2 separate regions of the Gossypium hirsutum genome follow, and region 2 is linked to region 1. The links are chromatin contacts, called in public Hi-C maps. All regions are on one chromosome and are shown on one strand. Each heading gives the region's core, a stretch centred on a gene start, on an enhancer-like site or on the middle of the called end of the contact. The rest is flanking DNA. Distances are from core to core; before and after follow the strand shown. Region 1 holds the start of LOC107955011 (probably inactive leucine-rich repeat receptor-like protein kinase At5g48380). Region 2 holds the start of LOC107954981 (calmodulin-like protein 3).

What was found. Hi-C and Micro-C count contacts between places; a contact is called where the count stands out from the background.
Region 2: a contact with region 1 is called in a Hi-C map of leaf, with 2.5 times the contacts expected there. The contact joins the promoter of LOC107954981 here to the promoter of LOC107955011 in region 1. A contact is called at or near these places in 3 of 34 Hi-C or Micro-C datasets (all in leaf).

Annotation. Positions count from the first base shown.
Region 1 is chrD07:53,560,920-53,568,138 of Gossypium_hirsutum_v2.1, forward strand. It overlaps LOC107955011 (probably inactive leucine-rich repeat receptor-like protein kinase At5g48380), which reads right to left and starts at 3,732. Exons shown (of 3, transcript XM_016890714.2): 1 at 3,262-3,732; 2 at 2,034-3,004; 3 at 642-1,948. The coding sequence starts at 2,879. The coding sequence ends at 950. It overlaps LOC107955012 (UDP-glycosyltransferase 74G1-like), which reads left to right. Exons shown (of 3, transcript XM_016890716.2): 2 at 1-177; 3 at 180-702. The coding sequence ends at 577.
Region 2 is chrD07:53,729,552-53,736,514 of Gossypium_hirsutum_v2.1, forward strand. It overlaps LOC107954981 (calmodulin-like protein 3), which reads right to left and starts at 2,133. Exons shown (of 1, transcript XM_016890675.2): 1 at 1,120-2,133. The coding sequence starts at 1,719. The coding sequence ends at 1,261. It overlaps LOC121219545 (protein FAR1-RELATED SEQUENCE 5), which reads left to right. Exons shown (of 3, transcript XM_041097844.1): 3 at 702-1,197. The coding sequence ends at 923.

The DNA.
Region 1 (7,219 bases), core at 2,482-4,981:
GGCTAGGTGGAAAGCCAAAGGACTCAGTGTTGTACGTATCATTTGGAAGCCTTGCATCACTAGGAATTGAGCAAACGACAGAGCTGGCATGCGCATTGAAATCGAGCAACGTCTACTTCTTGTGGGTCGTCAGGGAAACAGAGATGGCCAAACTACCATACAATTTCATAGAAGAGACCTCAGAGGTTTGGTGGTGGCATGGTGCCCTCAATTGGAGGTGCTGTCGAATGAGGCAATTGGTTGCTTTCTCACCCACTGTGGCTTTAATTCGACTCTAGAAGCACTGAGTCTCGGAGTTCCGATGCTGGCAATGCCCCAATGGACCGACCAACCCACTAATGCAAAGCATGTGGAGGATGTGTGGAGAATCGGAATAAGGGCTCACCCCAATGTGAAAGGGGTTGTGAGAAGAGAGACCATTGAACGGTGCATAAAGGAATTACTAACGGAAGTTGGAGAAAAAGGCAAGGAGATTAGGAAGAATTCAATCAAGTGGAAGAGCTTGGCTAAGAAGGGAATTGATGAAGGTGGAAATTCAGATAAAAACATTGACGAATTTATAGCTAAATTACTCTGAGACTAGTACGTAGGTTGCTTTTGTTTTGTATGGAATAAGTTAGGGTTTAAAGGCAGATGCTGAATAAGAGCAAATTTCTTGAAAATATCACATTTATGAATAATAAGAACAAGAATCCATAATTATAATTTGATCTTACTTTACAATGTAGCATTGCCTTGGTGTAACTAAGGGTGAAAGCCTAATTAAGGAGATAAGAATATCTTACTAATGAATCTAAAGTGTTTCCTCCATGACACTAATCAAGTATTCTACTATGAAACAAAAGACACAGACCTAATTAGAAAGTGCATGTAATCTCAGCCCTTTATTAAACATACACAACAAGAAATACTCACTGTATCCCGTATCTCTGCACTTATTCTTGTTGATTTATCGAGCAACGATAAGTTCCTCTAAATAACCGACATCACTGGTATCTGTAGGCATCGAAATTTCATCTTCGGTGGTGAAATTGTATCGTTCACCAATAGCTCTTAAGAGTTGGTATACTTCAAACATGGCAGGCCTCTCCTTGGGAGTTGGCAATACACAATTACAAGCAACTTTAAGAAATTGGAAAAGTTCATTATCAACACCGTTCCCAACCAAGGATGTGTCAATAGCATCATGAAGTTTTCCGTCATCTGATAGCTGTGAAATCCATTCCACAAGACTTCCCTTGAAGGTCTCAGGAGCTTTGGTTATATGGGTAGGTCTTTCACCGGTGACCAACTCAAGAAGGACAACTCCAAAGCTGTAGACGTCTCCTTTTGGAGTGGCCACAAGAGTTCTTGCATATTCAGGGGCAACATAACCTAAATCCCCAAACTCACCATTGACAAAGGTGCTCAGATGGGTATCAACTGGGTTCATGAGCCTGGCAAGACCAAAATCAGATATTTTTGGCTCAAAATCTGCATCTAGTAAGATACACTTAGAGCTTATATTTCGATGAAGTATACGAGGATTGCAGTTGTGGTGGAGCCATGCAAATCCTCTGGCAGCCCCTATACTAATTTTAAGCCTCAAGGACCACTCCATAGCCTGCTTAGCATCATCTACAGGATGCAAGTTATCATTTAGAGTACCATTTGCCATGTATCTGTAAACTAACAGCCTCTCCGTCTTCGCCACACAGAAACCTAAAAGGGGAACTAAGTTACGATGTTTCACATTTCCCAGGGTAGCCATCTCAGACGAAAATTCTTTGTCAGAGTGTTGAGAATTCTGCAACCTCTTAATCAGTAGTGAGGTGCCATCTTCAAGGACTCCTATGTACATGGTCCCTGTTCTTCCTGAACCGATGATATTATTTTTGTGGAAACTGTTTGTGGCCTTCATAAGATCATTTAATCTCATTCTGGAAACCACCTTTTCAAACATGGAAACCTGAAATAACATTAGCTTATAAGTACATCACATATCAAACCATAATCAAAGAACAATATTATATGGATGTATTAAATTAGCTTGCCTTAATGCCTTTAGCTCCATTTAAGCTCTTGGTCCATTTGTTTCCATCTGGATCATCATCCTTCTTCCTCATGACAGATACTTTGCGGTAATAGAAGAAGAGAACAATGGCCGTACCAATTGCAGCAAATGTCACCCCACCAACAGCAGCCCCAGCAATCACTCCAGTCTTCGTCCCCTTGGTAGTCTCCCGACATTGATCCAAAGGCTTCCCACACAGTGCAGAATTATTAGTAAAACTGTCAACCGAATACATGGTCCGAAAAACCGGAATTGGCCCTGTCAAGAAATTATAAGCTACAGTAAACGTTTTCATCCTGCTGAGCAAAGTGAGTTCTGGAGGAATCGGACCCGTCAATTTGTTATGGTCAAGGTTCAAAATGTTCAAGAAGCTACAATTTGCAAGGTTTTTTGGGATTTCTCCAGAGAATTTATTAGTTGAGAGATCAAGGGAAGTAACATATGGGATAAGTTTAGCGATATCAGATGGAATTTTTCCATAAAGCTTGTTGCTTGAAAGATCTAAGCCTGTCATACTTTTGCATTTTATAATGTCTCGAGGGAACACACCCTTGAGTCCCATATCAGAAAGCCTGATATTGAGAACCCTGTTCTCATCCGGGTGCCAGCAATCAATCCCTGTAAACCTACAAATGAATCCTTCAGTATCGTTGTTGAAATTCCATGAAGAATTCAAGTAGCCAAAAGAGTCCTCAAACGAAGCTTTGATGCTCTTCAAACACTCAATATCATCTTTAGTAGCAAAGCTCAAAGTACAGCCGAGCAGTAACAAAACCATAACGCTGACAAGAAGAACAAAAACTCGGCTATGCAACACCATGATCATGAAGAAACCCCTCAAATGGAAACTTAAAATGGTGGATTAAAAGCAACCCACTTGTATAGCTACTAAAAGCTTAACAGATATTAAATGCCAAACCCACTAAACCATACTTCTTTTGACATTTAAACCTGAAACAAGTTAACAGAAGGGAAAAAACGGAACCAAAATCAAAATTCACACCAAAACAAGATAAAGGAAAGTATAAAGAACAATAATTCAGCCAAATTCAGAAAGACTAACACAAAAAGGAGAAAAAGAAAGTTTTACCACGGGGAAACTTAAGCAAACCAGTTGGAGTTGACTACTTGACTTAGATTTTGATGAATATAAGAGCATATAAACAAAACCCAGAAGAAAAAAAAATTATATATATTAAAAGACGCACCTTAGATTTCTCAAGTTTTAACAGAAGAAGACCAAAGGACAGACAAAAGGGTAATGGAAACTACAAGGAAACATCATTCTTTTCCACAGAGAAACTCAGAGGGAAGACCCCCATAGGCAAAGTCTACGTCGTGTTTGAATATTCAAAAGCATAATTGGAATTTTGGTAACACATAATTAAAAGTTCTAAAGAAAAAAAAAAGGGACAAATGAAGTGAGATATGTGTTAAAAGAGTGTGAACTAAAGATTGAAAATCTGTCTCCTTTTTTTGTTGGTTTGGGGGGGGGGGATTTGATCAGGTCAAACAAGGAATGGGTAATTTAAGTTGGTTGGTTGCTGCTTTTTCCAAGCTATGGAGGGGACGACTGGACTGACCTTAAAAAACGACAAAGACTTTTTAGTATATTTGCTGGACTCCTGAGGGTGAGCGATAACCGTAGAGCTTGCTATTCGTGATTCTCCGTCGTGCTCACATATTTCATTCAATATTAGTTATATATAAATCTATTATTTTAATAATTAGTTTGAGATGCATATAAATTTTATTACATATGAAAAATATTACGTGAAAAATATATTTATTAAAAATTTACATAAATTTAAATAATGTTAATAAGGAATATTAATTTATTTAAAGAAATACGTTAATTTGAATTTTAACATGAATAATACAAAAGAAATTGATATGAATGATAAAAGTTAAATGTTTTACCAAAGATAGATATATTTATAACGGATAAAGTGTTGGGATTGTTTAGAATTTCAACTTGAAGTATTAAACTAAGAATTGATATTAAGACTTACCATGACTTAGGGTGAGTTTGGATGGGCGGTGCGTTTACCGGTGGTGCGTTTACTTGCGGTTAGTGTAAAAACAGTGGTGGCGGTGAGATTAGATACTGTAGCGGTACTGTAGCGTGAGACCAAAAGTAAGCTAAACGCACCGCACCGCACCCAATCGCCCATCCAAACCCACCCTTAATTCACATGAAAGTGATATATATCCTTTTAGTTTAAAAAATAATTTAAAATTAATTTCTTAAAAAACTTATTCAATCTCAATTTTTCGTTTTTGTCAACAAATAAATAAATCAACTTTCCATTGTCGTCCTTTATAAGTAAAGTAATTTGCATCCCTTTGTACTTGTGAGTTTTCCTTTCTGAGATGATCATCCGGACAAGTATAGGCCATCCGTTGTTCGAGTCTCAAAGTCTTCATTAGGAACTTGAAATCGTTGGTCACCAAACACCACATTGGCTTAACTACCTTGTCACAGACATCATCATCCCATCAAAGACACCCCCCACATGATTCGTAATGATGACTAAATGGCAAGTCAGACACGTTAACATCATCTTACATGGGACCCTTGCCTATAAATACTTCTAGGAATGATGAAGAAAATATTACCTCTCCAAGAATACCAAGCCTATGTGCTGTCAACAAAGCTTCAACTCTCAACTTGAATACTATCTTCACATCCACTCTTCATAACCTTTGGCCCTCTACCCCGAATGGGTGAATCGGTATCCATAGCAACCACCATTCTCCTCTGTACCACCACCCTATTGTGTCACTGTATCAATAATTGGTGCTGTGAGCATAGGCAATATGGCTTCACAATCTCAAAGTGGTGTCCCCGCTGACCAAACCAACCAAGCCAATGAACCAGCCAATCATATCAACTCCTCCACTCCGCCTAGCACCCCCATCTTACCTAACTCAGAAAATTCCCACCTAGCATAGGCAACAACTCTACCCAGACTCCTTCTCCTTCTACTCCCACAATAACCTCTCTTGTAACAGCCTGATTTTCAATGGTGACGGAACAGTGGTTTGGGACCACAAATTTTGGGGTTAAAGGACTAAATTGTAAAAATTGTAAATGTTTAGAGTAATTGCATAAATTTAAAAATAAAAGGGTATTAATTGTAAAATGGGTTGAAATGTGAAATCTAAGCTGATAATTGATAAATTTTATATTTTAGATCAAGATCCCATAAATACTCGTGAAAAAGTAAAAATAGCGGAATAGTCTCTAAACTTTTGCAACTACTATAATTCAGTCTAGGTAAGATCGTATGGTTTAAAATTTAACTTCTATATGAATTTTTGAATAGTATAGCATGGTACAATAGATATATTGATTTGTTGTTAATGGAAGAATATTTGAGAAATGTTAATGTATGGATCGAATTAAACGCATGATAGAGTATGATCGAGATTTGGTGTGTTGTGGGGGATTTGGAGTGAAGATTATTAGGGAGTGATATATATGTTTCCCGAGTAAATCGAGGTTCATCATTTGTAGCGAATTCTCATGTTATACTCTCTGTTTTGGTGTGTTTTGGTTGGACTAGCTTTTATGAGCATTGGTGTGTTTTGGAGGGATTAGCTCTTATGAACATTGGTGTGTTTCAAATGGACTGGCTCTTACGAGCATCTGGTGTGTTTGGGCGATTTTTCGATGTACTCTTATCAGTAAGTCGTTCATCGGATTGAAAATCTCGGTAAGGTAACTTGATGAGTAATTTTTGATGAATTTACCATATATTTGATTTTGCATTGAACATTTGTGATCTATCGGTTGAAATTATGGATGACAAGGAACATTCTTAGTTGTATTAATACTTTTTTTATTGTTATATTTACTTCAGTAAGATTTATTATTTTAATAAGTCGAGCTTACTAAGTTTCTTTAAGCTTACTTGTGTTAAACTTTGTTCTTGTAGATACTTAGAAGGTAGGACGGATGGACCGGCACTCAAGTCACACTATCCCTAAATCTTGATAGTTTTTGGAATGTTCATTTCGGATTATATGACATGTATTAGGCTTTTGTGTTACTATTCTAATGTTTTGAGATATGTATATATTAACTATGATCTATGTGTAAATTATCAATGTATATGAAATATGTGGATAAAGTATAGTTCCAATGCCATTAAGAATGACATGAATTAATGATATGTTGTGATTGAGGTACCTATGAAAGGTACATTGGTTAGATGTTAGATTGGATGAATTGATAAGTTATGTTTGAAGTTTTACTTTGATATAAAATTGTATATATTTATGGTACCAATGAGGGTACATTGGTTAGGCACTTAATAGGTTGATTTTGGTATGTTTTTAACTTGATTAATTTCCTTTTGAATAGGTATTTTGGTTGGTACTTGGGTTTCTTAGGATCCAAGTAACCTTGAAATGGTAAACTTGATATTTAGGGTTCATTTTAGGTCCACATGGCCTGAGACACGGGCGTGTGACTCAATCGTGTGTGACACACGGCCTAGCGACACAGCTGTGTGTCCCTTGTAGGTTTTAAGGCTCACAAATCAGGCAGTTACATGGCCTGGCACACGGGCGTGTGAGGCTATTTCGAGTGTTACACGGCTTAGCGCATAGGCGTCTGGCTTGGCCGGGCGACCCAACTCAGAGAGTACACGGACGAGGAAATGAGCTGGGACACGGCTGTTTGTCCTTATTTCGAAGGTTACACGGCCTAAGACACGGGCATGCGTCTCGACCATGTGAGGCACACGGCCGTATGACCTCTGTAGTCAAATTTTTCTAACTTTCATATAAACTTTCCAAATGATTTCAAATTTGTCAGAATTGTTTTTAAGGCATTTCTAAGGCCTCGATGGCTATATTAATGGACAAAACGTATGTGAATAAATGTATTATGGTATGTTTGTACTGATGTATAAAATGTATGTTTAATGTTTCATGTGTACGGTAATGTTCCGTAACCCTAATTCGATGACGTATACGGGCTAGGGGTGTTACACCTTTACAGCACATGAGTATTCTTATTCCACCTTAGAACAGTTGATGCAAGCTTTAGTGCATCCTCTGATTTCCAACCCCGTCACCCTTGTTGCACCAATAAGAACCATTCCTACCAGCTACTCTGACTTCACTAGTTATCGTAATGCCTCAACTGCAAACTAT
Region 2 (6,963 bases), core at 883-3,382, 170 kb after region 1:
TGTTTGACATGGACAATTTCAGCTTTTCTTAGTAAATATTATATAGAGGGCAGATATTTTTAGATAATTTAAAATTGTAGAATATGCTGTGGGGTGGGTGAAATTTTCCCTCATTTAGATTAATGGCTGTGATTGAATTTTTTCGGTGACCAATTATTTTCTAGAATTGAACATAATTCCTGCATGAAGTTTGTTTTATAATATATGAAGTATCAATGCTGCGTGCCCATTGGTTAAAGCTGGGGATAGATGATAATTTTGGTGTTACAACTTCTGCTTTTGTTCCTTTGAATTGGTCATCACTGAAAATGCCCCTGGAAGCTTTCTAATTTATAGATGTGTTTAAATGAAAATAAATTCTCCTATGTATTGGACTAGGATATTTGATGTCATGCAATACCCTGCTTCTTGTTGAACTAGCTTCAGGAAGAGTATAAGTGCGCTGAGTGTATCATTAACACGCTTTCTGCACAGTCACATTATAAGCTTTCTTTGGGAACTTAGGTGCTCTTATCTGATATGGTGAAGGATGATTCTTTGATTGTAAAAGTAGGGACCTTTTCTTTTCTTCTCTTGTTAGCCGAATGTAATTATTTGCTAGTGATTGTTAAATATCTATTTACTTGCAAAACAGTATAACATTCTTCCGTTATCATTCACTTTTGCTGCTGGCAGTGATTGGCTTTTTTTTGAGTTTTTAGGGTGATAAGGACAAGAAAATTGAAGAACTCACGATGGAGTTAGCGCATCAAGAGCAATTATGTTCAGCTTATCGAGAAAAGTTGTTTGCGTTCATTAACAACGTTGAGAAGCAAACAGAAGAACTATCTTCAAAGATTGAAGTTATAGTAGACAATATTAGGAAACTCGAAGCTGAAAGGCAGAGATTTACGCACCGTAGCGCAGGTAGCCTTGGTCTTTAACTTGACCAATTAATGATATGATTAGATTTGTATATTTGGTTTCTTGGAAGCTTTTAATCATGTACAAAATTCTTTAGGATCATTTTGTTATAGTCAAGATGCTTAACATTTGACATTGTGCAATGAAACTAAAAAGCATCTTGTTAGATGAAATTGGAGCTTCATGATTCTCTTGTGGATTGATTTTGCTAGTAAAAAGGTGGAAAATAGAAATAGTTTTGTAATTTTGAACAATTTAGTTGTATGATTAGAAATTAGATACATTAATGTCAAACCAACATCTCTTAATATTTCTATGCGTACATACATGCACATATATATATATGTATTTTGACTATTAACTTGAACTTAAGGCAGCAAAGCCACCACCTTTCATCATCTGCTGGAACTCCTTGAAATTAACCCTACCATCTCCATCTGCATCCACTTTTGTTATCATATTCTTGCAATCCTCAATAGTTCTTCCCTGCTTCAACCCTAATGATGATAGAACCGACCTCAACTCCTCAAATGTGATGAATCCATCTCCGTTTTGATCGAAGACATTAAATGCTTCCATCATTTCTTCTTCTTCGTTCCTCTCATTCACCATCATTTGGTACAATTCACCAAATTCATCGATATCTACAGAACCATCTCCGTTCACATCAATGCTATCAATGATTTGGTTTATTTCTTTATCGGAAATAAATAAACTGAACTCCTCGAGTGAATCGCTGAGCTCTTTCTTTGTGATCTTGCCATCTCCATTCTTATCAAACATTTGGAACACCTTGCGAAGCTCAACTAGATCCATTTCTTTTATCAAACAAAACTAAACCCAAACCAAAATACACCACCTTAGAGCAAAAATGATAAGGGAAAGATGAAAATTGGACTATTGAGAGAGATGGGAAAGGTAATTAACAAGGAAAATCAATGGAGAATTAGTGTTGATTGTTGTTTACAATTGTGAAGAAAGAAGAGAGGGATATAAAGGATGCACACTAAAACAAGCCTAACGAAACCAGTTGTTAATAAAAAAGAAGGCGAGAGGTTTTCCATTTGTGGATGTGAAAAGCTTTTTAAGTTAAAAAAGTGATAGAATTGGGCTAAAATTAGGCATATGTTCGGTCATTTTAGATTAGTTCTATTGGACCGTTAATAAATGGAGGCAAAAATGCTAAACACTTGGAGACTTGCCATGATGTCATTGCCAACCAAGGTAACTTCCAGAATATTATAATCTTTTTATTTAATAACAATAATAACATATTATGATTGGATTTAAACTCACACAATAAAATTTTAAATTTACCACTTAACCACAATTTCATTTTGATATATTTTATGAATTTTTATTCTAATATACACAATTTATTATTACGTATATATTAATAATATTATTTATTAAGTTGATGTCACAAATTAACTTAACACTAACTCACAATTGATAATAACACCCCAATAAATAATTGTGGTACATTTAATACTCTTAATCTATATATTTATGTGTTTAAATTTTATTTTACTCACAAATTAATTTAAATATAGTACATTAATTCATTTCAAACTATATATGTGATAAAAATTCTAATGTGAATTCAATATTTTATTCAAATCCGATTCAAATTAAATTAATTTTATCCAAGCTTTGTCTAATACATCCTCTTACCTCACTTTTTAACTTTTTTTTTTACAATTAGTTTAATTTTAGAACAATCATATTTAAAATATCTATTAAAAAATATTAATTAAAAATAAAAAGAGAATAATTAGTATTAACCAAAAAAAAAAAAACATCATACTCATCCATCAGAAAGCATTTTCTGATAGTTCTATTTAATTTAGAGATCAGAAAGCAGAGTAAATTGTTTGCAATATGATTTCCAGTTCTCACCCATTGAATTTTACCCTAATTGGTTCTAAAGGTGAGTTTATTTACCTACAATTAGTATAAAAACAATGAGATTAGACACTTTAAGTAACAACACTGTAATCTAAAAGCACATCGAAACCCGCCCTAAATGCCATTCCTTCTTATGCTTTGGGTTTTTCCTACATCATGTAAAGATCCATCTTTATACCGCAATTCTTCTGCTGCTTCGTCCCATGCCTCTTCTCTTCTACCCAATATTTTAATTTCAATTTGATTATTACATTGTCTGGATATTTCCGGAGTAATGTTTACAATCCATATTGTTACAAGGAACGAGGCCCAAATTAAGGTACTTTGAAGTTTGAACAACCCGTCGCGATCCTTCCAACCCAAAATTTCTATAATCCGATCAGATGTAGCTAAAAAACAATGATACTGCTAATCTAAAATAAAGATTCAAATCTAGAATCTATCAGAAAAACAAGTTTTTATGGTGTATAGGAACTAAATCGTGCTCATCAAGGGTACTTGATTCTCATAATTTACACGCTATTATGTTGCATGTTCTGAACAATCACGCTTTCCAGATCTCACCACTAGGCTTTTAGAAATGAAAACAGCTGTTCATGTTTAAATAACGCAAGGGAAAAAGAGGGAGAAATGTATTCCAACCATGTGCCCGATAAGATCAGTGAAAGAGGGATCAAATTGGGCGAGTAAGTCGGAAATCAAATGGAATTTGGTGATATAGCAAACGAAGAAATTGCCTCAAAACAAATTCGTCTTAACGACGGTTTTGGGACAGAGTGCGTTTGCATTGATTTTTTTCTCCATTTTTGAAAAAAAATATAAAGGTGAATATACCAGTAGTAAAAGGGCCTGAATAATCAGGGAAATTTTATCAAATTCAGGCGAGTGATGCTGGCTGAGAATTTAGATATCGCAAGAAATTTCAATTATTTGATTGAGTGGGTCGCTTCCATCTACACCCAATCAAGAAGCTGACTTGCTTTATCCTTCCTTCAATATGAAAACACACACACACACAACAAAAAGGCAGAGAGAGGGAGGCTACCGAGAACAGGATGAGAGATAAGGAGGTAGGATGCTATATATAAGGAATTGAAAATTAGGGTTAGGGTTCAAATTTTAGTTCGTGGTCGGAGTTTTTTTGAAATAACCAGAGGCCCAAATTTCCTAATTTAGTTTAGATTGAAAAGGCTGGCCCAAGTAAAATTGCCTTTTGCATTCATTTACCAAAATTTGTTTCAATAAAATACTTATTTTTAAAAAAATTATATTGATGATTTTAAAATCCATGAAAAAAAAATTCAAAATACTATCATTCCCTGATACAATATATTTTTTAAAAAATCAGTAAATTAACATAATTAAAACACACAGAACAATCTTTTTAATCCTTTGGAAACTTGTTTTTGTCATAATGTTACCTGTTATTCTTATTATAATATAATTAGGCATGATATTAAATTCAGCCCTCAATATTCATATTTTTCATTAATTTTGGTTATTATTATTTAGTTAAATTTAATCCTTAACTTTTTTAAAAAGAGTCAAATTGTTTTTTTTAATGAAAATATTGATTATTAAATTCTAACGTTGTTGACGTGATAATTCCTATGACAGTCCATATGTGCATCATGCTAACATAACATTATTTGTTTTAGATGTCACGCCAATAAATAATTCAAAATTTATAAAAAATACATCAAAATTAAATTTTAAAAAGCCGGTCGAGTTTTGGCTAGATTGGCATGAACATTTTTGCCAATACAATAAGATTGGGTTTGAGTGCGCTGAAGTGCATTATCCTCCTATTTATGGTTGGGGAGAAGTTATGAGTAATTCTAGACATTATGTCAAAAAGAACAGATATAATCAGAACTTAAAATGAGATTGTTCAAAAAAAAAAATTTAAAATATAAATTTTCAAAAAATTAGCATAGATTACACACTCTTTCAGTCAATAAATACCCCTTAGCCTTTATTATAATATAGCTAAGTAGCTAAGAGCTTCTGGTAATTTAAAAACATAGGGATCAAGTTGTTCTGCGTTGAGAAATGTCTTCTGTTATGCAAACGGTCGTATTTAAAAATTTAATATTTTAATTAGTATTTTTATTTTTATTTTTAAATTTGATTTTGACTCTTTTTCAAAAGGATTGAGGACCAAATGTAGCTAAAAAAAAAAGAATAAAAACTAAAATCTAAACATTAAGAGCTAAATTTAACATAATATAAATTATAAGGTATGAAAATTTTGTTGGGCCTAAAAATTATATTTACAGATGTATAAGTTATAGTTTTGAAGTTATGTTTTTTAGCTATCAATGGTCTACCATTGGTCCATACTAGTAATATAAATGATTAATATACCATGAGAACATTAGCCATTTGCACTACAGGAAATTCATGAGGTGAATATGTCATGCAACAAATGATCTATATGACAAAGAAAATTACTATTGAGATGACAAAGCAAGGTTCTCATGTAGCATAAGTGGTTTTGAACAATATGACTACGTAAAAGAGCTTTGTAGAAGCAAAGTGAGCATCAGCAGTACATACTTTTGCAGCTAAACAAGCAAAACAAGCAGGTTTAATGCCATTTCGCAAATCAATTAAACATTTTCTTTTCTTTTTAATTTCTCAAAAATGCTAGAGGCACCATCCAAAATCTTACAACCAAGCTAAACAAGCAGGTGAAATGCGTTTCGCAAACCAAACTAGTGCAAAGACACAAGTCCTCCTCCACTACACTCTCAGACACCTACATTGTTGAGTGAGGGACATCCAAGTTTTCTTCCACCATTCTCATCTAGTAGAACATTAAACCATATCTTGGTCTTGGATTTCACATGCTAGAATTGAAACAACATTAATCATTATGACCATATCTATAATATAAAACATGTTGAGATCTACTTTGGGAAAAAATCTGGAGTATCTTGAGATATGTACATTGAAAACCATCAAGTAAACTGCGTACATAGAACCTAATGGGACTCAAAGGAGTTCCAATCAAATGCACCCCTAACCAGTTAAGAGTAAAAAGGATTCCATTTTTACTGGGAAATAGTAATTCATATAAGTATTAGCAGTACAAATCCTGAATCATATTCTTCTCATCTTATTCTTTCATTTATCATAAGCCAAATCTTTCAACTTCAAATAATAACTGAAGAAAAAGCACTGACTGGTACAGAAAAACTAAAAGTTCCCAAACTCTCAAACCCTTTAGTGGAAACAAAATGCATCTAAAAGCTGGCCTTTAGCTTGGAATGCACAAGTAATTCAACTTATGGATATTTTAGCTGAACTTCTTTTGTTTGTAACCTATAATATTTCAAACCCATCAGATATTTCAGCTCTGCTCTGTACTCTTGAGACATAAGTAATTCAATCTTGAAGGGGATTATTGGAGATAAACTATCAGGTGAACTGTTTGAGGCAGTAGATTTTCTCGTGTTACTAAGATATCCAAGACCCCATCATGTGAAACGAAAATGCAATTTCTGACATGGTCATGGACTAGCCAGAGAAGCGTAAGCAGTCTGATGCTGTACTTATCCAATTTATTCCATGCATGGAGTCACCAAACAAAAACACTTCTTTTCTCTTAAAAATTAGACCATGTTAAACCATATGTATAACCTATAATCATTTACAATTTAACTAGGCTCTGAGGAAGTAAGGTGATCAAACCTTTAGAAGGAATGAACCCAAAGTTTCCATCAAACATCTTTGTTACCTCAAATTAACAAAACCAAACACCCTCGAAAGGAACCATCATGCTGCTCTTTATTTACTAGAGCTCTAGAAAATCTATTCGTCTACCGAATCTTTAATACTTGAAGAATAATCTCATATTCATTTCAATCACAGTTTCCAGGAGTTTCCCTCAGTAAGGGGTGCCTATAGTGGCACCACCTCTACTCCTTCATTCAGTTTAACTAGTATCTCAGATTAAATTCTGAGATGGTTCAAACCAATCCAACTACCTAGGAACAAAGTACAGCTTCACCCAGGAAACAAGGTCAAGATAAGTAGAAGGCTGCAACGTTTGTTCTCCAGTCAGGCAAAGGATAAAAAGGGAAGCACAATGCTCAAAGTTTCGTAATAGCTTCCTCTAAGACCGTCGCTGACATAATGTGGTGAACA